2 separate regions of the Mus musculus genome follow, and region 2 is linked to region 1. The links are chromatin contacts, called in public promoter capture Hi-C maps. All regions are on one chromosome and are shown on one strand. The core of a region is the stretch at or near the end of the contact, and the rest is flanking DNA. Distances in the headings are between cores, read along the strand shown. Region 1 holds the start of C2cd2l (C2 calcium-dependent domain containing 2-like). Region 2 overlaps Phldb1 (pleckstrin homology like domain, family B, member 1).

Region 1 (3,091 bases), core at 581-3,080:
GACTCTTTTTTTTTTTTTTTTTGACACAAGGTGTTAATGTATAGCTTTAACTGGCCTAGAACTCACTATTTAGACCAGGCTGCCTTCAAGTAATAGAGATCAGCCTGCCTCTGCCCCCTCCCTGACCAAGCTCTGGAACTAAAGGGATACACCACCATGCCTGGCTTTCCTGTATATTCCAGGCTGACCTTGAATTCAGTCCTTACTTAGCCTTCATAGAGCGGGGCATACAGGTGAGCCCTCCCACTCACTGCCAGAGAAGAGAGTTCTGCAGAGGAGAAGAACCAGCGTTCCTCAGGAAGGAATCTTGGTGGAGAAGAACCTTGCATTACGACAATTTCCTGCATCACTGGGTTCCTTGAACATGGATTTTCTTCCTGCTGACTCCTTTCTCCTAGGTTATATCCCAGCGTTCTCTCCTTCCTTGGCTCCATGTCTTCTGTTCCTAGATTAATGATGGAGATTCTAGTGATCTCCATTAGTTTTGGAGCTCGCTGTGGATGGTTAGGGTCACAGCAATGTTGCCTCACAATCTCACCTCTGTCTATCACCCCTTGCAGTAAAATCAGGCTATCTCAAGCTACATACCCTTTCCTCTTCTAGATCAGACAGCTCTGTTGCTGACAGCCATTTTTTTTTTTTTTTACCTACCCCTAGACCTTATATTGTTTACTCTCATGGGCTTGTTCCTTAGACAAATGGATTTGAAAGATATTTAACATCACATCCTATCTTGTGCGCAGAAGAAATTGTGTCAGACACCTCACCATATATATGTCTCTTGAGAAAAGAATTGCCCCTAATCTTTTTTTATAGATACCTTCCCCTGGCCCCAAGAAACAAAGATGAGCTCCAATCTTATGAGGATCTAGAGAAAAGGGTACATCCAGAGGTTGTAAATTGTGCAGTCTTCCTGGAACACCATTTCTTCGGAGTTGGCTGGGATATTACATATTTGGTGTGTGGGATGGGGTTTGGTTGTGATGCGCTCTCACCCAGGCTGGTTTCAAACTCCTTGGCAAAGGTATCACCCTGTTTCAGCCTCCTAAGTAGCTAGGACGACAGTCAGGTGGCACTACACGGGATGCCACATATTTGGATGAGAGACTTTTGACCAAATCTATTGATAGTCCAGTGCTACAATGCTAGCTCCCCTTTTCATTGCCATCCCTTCTACACGTGCTCCACAGGCAGGAGCTGTTACTATGGAAATGTATTATTTTTAAAAACAGACTCAGCCTTGGGCTTGGGAAATATCTCGAGAACAAACCCACGCAAGCAAGGTTAATAGGGGGTTCCTGAATCCTAGCTCCAAGGGGAAGGAGGACGATGGTAGTGTTCTATTCCCAACCTTTATCACGTTAAGCTTCATTTTTCTCGCCGCCGTTGACATTAGCTGGGTTTTGTCAGGCACTTCTATCTGGGAGGGACACCTTACTCCCTCTTCACCCAGTGCCTAGCTAGCTTCAGTCAAGGAGTAAGACCAGAAGCTGCTGAGCCAGGAGGTGTTAAAAGTGAGTGGTGATTTCCACAGGGACTAATTTTTAACCTACAGGCGTCCAACCCATAGAAATCTAAGAAACGTAGGGAGAACCAGGCGTCATCTCAGATAAGTGAAGTTCCCTTGCCTGGTACTGAAGGGGTGCACAGGGATTTCAGGACGGGGCGGAACAGCTAAAGACTCCGCCTATTCTCATCCCGGAATCCTCTACGTGTGCAACTCAACCCTCCCCCACTCCACCCTCCTCTAGCTCTGAGCGGCGGGTTAGCTCAGCCCCGCCCGGTGAGGGCGCGGCTCCTTTAAGGGCGGGTGGGGGCGGGGCGCCGGCGGTGTTGTCAGTGTCAGTTCTGCGCACGCAGCCCTCCCGGAGCCGGTGCCGGCCCGCGAGCCCCGGTATCTCTGCAGGCTGGTCCCTGCCCGGGTCCGGCGGGGCCCCACGCCGTGGGAGGAATCGGGTGATAGCTGGAACCTAGCTGGGGTCACACCGCCGGTGTTAGGGATCCAGATCTCTGGCTACGGAGACAGAGCTCGAGCGTCGCGACCCCGGAGGACCTCTTCTCCATCCGTGGCACCCACTGGTCCTGGAATCTCGGCGGCGCCGGAGAGCCCCGGAGCCCGCGCGCTCAGCCCCGGGGGAGCTCGCCCACGCCCCACGGTCCATCCGGGCCATGCTCCCCCGGGGCAGCGGCTGAACCCGAGCCGGGACCCGAGCCCGCGGGAGCATGGATCCGGACTGGGGGCAGCGGGATGTGGGCTGGGCGGCCCTGCTGGTTCTCTTCGCCGCCTCGCTGATCACGGTATTGGGCTGGATGCTGCAGTATGCCCGGGGTTTGTGGCTGTCGCGAGCCGATGGGGGCCGAGACTCCCGACCTGCCTCAGCTGCTGAGCCCGGGGGTTCACTGCGCGAGCTGGGTGTGTGGCGTTCGCTGCTGCGTTTGCGGGCGACCCGGACCAGCACCCCCGAGGAAGCCGGCGTACGGGGCCTCCTGGCTTCGCTCTTTGCCTTCAAGTCTTTCCGGGAGAACTGGCAACGGGCTTGGGTGCGAGCCTTGAATGAGCAGGCCTGCAGGGACGGGGTGAGTTGCACTGAGCCCCTGTGTCGTCCCTTCAGCTTTGCCTTCTAGGGAAGAGCTTGCTCATGTTAGGAGGGCTGGATTAGAGCTGGGGATCAACTGGAGAACCCTCCAGCTTTCTCTTTCAGATCAGAGAAGAGCGTGCAGGTTAGACTGGGGCTTGTAAAGAAGTCCAGTTATATACCAAATTTTCTATTTTTGTGAGCAAGGTACTCTGGTTCTAAACCCAGCACAAGTTACTGTTCTCATAGCAACGCTAATCCGTGTGCCTTAGGGCACTTCCGCCTAGACTGGCCTGGTTGGGCCAAGGGAGACAGGTGCACCTGCAGAAGGAATTTGCCTGGTCCTCATGCCACCACACCCAGTTAAGATTTCAGGCTCCCAAACCCTGGTGGTCAGGTAGAGCCCCCACGGTAACTGAATCATCTCTCCATATTTTAGTAATTTCACTACTACAGTCCTCCAGGCTGGCCTGCAGTGTAGTGTTAAAGGAAAGTAGTTTAGTTAAAGGGCATAT
Region 2 (3,405 bases), core at 769-3,268, 400 kb before region 1:
CCACAGCCCTTGCCCCCTCTCACCCTAGAGTCGAGTGAATCTGTCTAGACCCTTCAAATTCATCATTAATTAGACTGTTAAATATTTGGCCAAAAGGGGAGGGGGTGACTGGCTTTCTCTGAAACAGCTGTGCTTGTAATTAGGTGGATGGCTTGGGTGACTATTATTTATCCCAGTTATGATTACTGTGGGATTAGCTCCTCTGATTGGTGGCTTGGCAGGGAAGGCCTTCCCTGTACTCTCAACTACCCATCAGCCTTTAGAACTGTTGGTGCCGTCTGCCTGGGAGGGCCTGTGGGTGTGCCAAAGTAGTGGGTGGCTTTGTCCGCTACAGTTTTCTGCTATGGGTGGGCTTCTTTGAGTGTCAGCCTCTCAGGGTCCAGGGTCCCAAGACCAGACCTCTGAGCTCAAGAGGGGTCCTGTCAAAATACCCCCTTGCCCTGGGATGCCCCTTGCCCTTGTAGCCTCCCTGAGCTGAAACTGCCTCAACGTCCTGGAATGTAGACTTCCCTGCCAGTCTTATTCCAGACTGGCGTGAGGCACCGGGCGCTGTGTAGCACCACATTGGGTAGCCAAGAGGTAGGGGCCGGGAGTGTGGACAAATTGGAAGGCTATGTAGTAGAGAGCCCTAGGGGCTCTGGCTTCTTTCCGTATAGCATCTTCGGCAGGAGCCTGGAACACCTGGCATAGCCAGAAGGAGGAATTCTGCCAGCCAGGCTTAGGCGCCTGTGGGCACACCTGCTGCTGCGCACACTCCCAAGCCCCTGGCTACATTTTCTGGCTCCTACATACCCACCTCTTTCTATGCACTCGTACTTCCTGGGCAGGACTGGGCTTGCATCTTTTGCCTGGGAATGTGCTTGGCCTTAACGAGCCCAGTGGCGGAGAACTGGCTAGAGTCTATGGGAGACCAAGATATAGCCAGGGGATGCCTTGCCTGAAAAAGAGTTTGTTCCCTAGATGCTCAGAGAGGGTGGTAACCCTCCTGAAGTCATACCATGGAAAGCGATCAGACTAGATGCTGAGCCCCACCCGTGCACCTGACTTATCTCTGGGGTTTTACTTGTTCCATATCTTACAGGGGTTTTTTTGTGTGTGACTCTGGAAGATACTGCCTCTAAAACTAACACTTTTACCCAAGAGGCAATTCGGTGAATCACCGGTACACATCACATTGATATTGGATGTTCATTTTTTCCTTTTTAAAATGTATTTATTTTATGTTTTGCTTGCTTGTTTTATGAGTGCCTGTATGTCAGGGCACCACATGAATACCTAGTGCACTCAGAAATTAGAAGGCATCACAGCTCATGGAACTGGAGGTTCAGATGGTTTAGAGCCACCTTGTAGGTCCTGGGTACCAAGAACCGCAAGTCCTCTTACCCACTGCCATCTCTGAGCGTTCTTTTTTTTTTTTTTTTTTTTCCCACTTCTGGAGCATTTTCACATATACGGTCTTATTAACCCCGGGAGATCTAGTAGTATCAAGTGTCCCATTTTCTGGGAGAGAACTAGCTTAGAGGTGTGGTGACATCACCTGAAGATTTCATAGCTAGTAAATAGGACTCCAATTTGGGGAACTTCCTTGGCAGTGACCAGTCCTATTCTGACTTGTGCCTCGGAACCCATCTCAGGACTCTCCATCTGAAATGCAAAGAGAGGCAGGCCAGGTAAGCACTGTGTGCACACCATGTGAGTGCAGGCAGGGATGGCTCTTGAGAGCTTGAGGGTAAGCTTGCTAGGATTGGTGACTGGGGTAGCTTCATCCCTGCCTGCACTTTCTAAGTGAGTGCTTTCTCTGTAGGCTGCATGTTGTGTCTGGGTCAATCCACCTTCCTGCGCTTTAACCATCCAGCCGAAGCCAAGTGGATGAAAAGTATGATTCCAGCAGGGGTCCGGGCCCCAGGGCCCACCTACAACCCTGGCTCTGGTAAGTAGCCAGCTGGGGCAGGTGGCTGGGTAAGTGGCACCCCTTGGACATGTGTCCTTGCCTGTTCCAACCACTCTCAGAGTGTTAGGGTAGGACAATCCCGATGGTCTGGGCTCACTGCCACCTGCCACGGGCTGGTAGAGAATGCTAGGCCATAGGGCCACTGGAGAAGATCCAAGGCATTGCTGCTTGGCTCAAACTGGGAAGTCACGTGCCTTGAGGGCACATACAAAGTTCTGTTAGCTTGGAACCCCGCTGCCTCGAAAGATGCCACTCATTGTATGGGACCCGTGTCATCTCAGGAGTGCCTCATGTGACCTTGGTAGCTTCTGGGGTGGGGCGGGTCCCACCTGCTGGTGATCGTGTCCACAGGCCCTCCTCGACCCTCAGGCCATGCCATGCTGACCGATGACTCAGAGAGCAGCTGCAGCCAGCTGCAGCCTGTGTGTGAATTATTGATCCCTAGAAGAGAATTGGTGATTGTTCTAGGAATCGACACAGGCCCCTCAGGAGGCTGCCAAGGGGGGCAGGGTGCAGATGGGGAAGCTAGCTAGTTGTGGATGCTGTCCTAGGCTCCTCCACAATGACGGTCAGATGACTGTGGGCCTAGAGGGCCAAGGCTGGTTCTGTGGCAGGTGAGCACGTACGTCAAGTTCCCTTGATGGAGTGGTTATTAGTGACCTATGCAGTCTGGTGACTTCAGGAAAGGCAGGTGGTCACTGGAAACACATGGGGCCCCCCTCTGACTAGGACCCAAACACAGCCTTGCAAACCCATTCTTTTCTTCACTCCCCACACCTATGACTTCCAGTCCCCTGGGGACTCATTTGCCCTAACCCAATTTGGGTCATGTCACTCCTTTAGCTGTTCATTGGTTCTGAGGATTCTGAACTCTTGGATGGTTGACAGGGGCTAGGGCCAGGCAAATGCCAGCTCTTGCTGGTGTGGCTTAATGGAATAATTGGAGACATGAAACTGCACCTCAAGGCTCCTCAGCCAGGCTTCCAGGCACAAGCGGTTAGCTGATCCTTCTCTTGTGTTGGATCAGATAAGCTGGTACCACATCCTCTGCTCATACAGCCCTGGAGCCCCACCCCCACCCCCAGCCTCTGACTGGTATATTGAAAGGCTCTGCTGTCCCTTAGACTGAGAAGCCGTGGAACTTCTGGCCAGCTCCACAGTAGGTCCACATCTCTTTTGTAGTGTGCCTACTTGCTCTTCCTAAAAGAGAGGCACAGAAAGTTGGGAAAACCAAGGCAAGGAGGACCATCTTGCTGGAGCGAGTTAGAAATGACTAGACCTAGAAGTACGTACCTGGTACTGTTGCTGACTCTGTCCTGAGTCATTCAGAGTTAGAGCCAGGGAGGCCTTGCCTACCATTTCCCTTTATAGAAGGGGAACCCAGGGCAAGAGAGTTTGAATAAAGCTGTAGAACAGGTAGGTCAGTGGCAGAGTGGGTTGAACTCAGCTCTCCT

What was found. Promoter capture Hi-C pulls out the DNA fragments that hold promoters and counts their contacts.
Region 2: a contact with region 1 is called in a promoter capture Hi-C map of liver. The contact joins the enhancer-like site here to the promoter of C2cd2l in region 1. A contact is called at or near these places in 3 of 39 promoter capture datasets (the C10 cell line, cranial neural crest and liver), 1 of 484 Hi-C or Micro-C datasets (embryonic fibroblasts), 1 of 115 datasets of contacts at active chromatin or transcription factors (pancreatic cancer cells) and 3 of 9 other capture datasets (adipose tissue, liver and pancreatic islet).

The regions. Positions count from the first base shown.
Region 1 is chr9:44,319,021-44,322,111 of GRCm38.p6, reverse strand. It overlaps C2cd2l (C2 calcium-dependent domain containing 2-like), which reads left to right and starts at 1,830. Exons shown (of 14, transcript NM_027909.2): 1 at 1,830-2,577. The coding sequence starts at 2,224.
Region 2 is chr9:44,716,799-44,720,203 of GRCm38.p6, reverse strand. It overlaps Phldb1 (pleckstrin homology like domain, family B, member 1), which reads left to right. Exons shown (of 22, transcript NM_153537.4): 5 at 1,805-1,930. Among named protein-coding and RNA genes, the nearest start is that of Phldb1, 17 kb to the left of the region's middle. Within about 2 kb of position 2,018, at least 28 of the 459 cell types and tissues checked have an H3K27ac peak or open chromatin away from gene starts, as enhancers often do. A contact at or near this core is called in adipose tissue and liver, where this site is marked.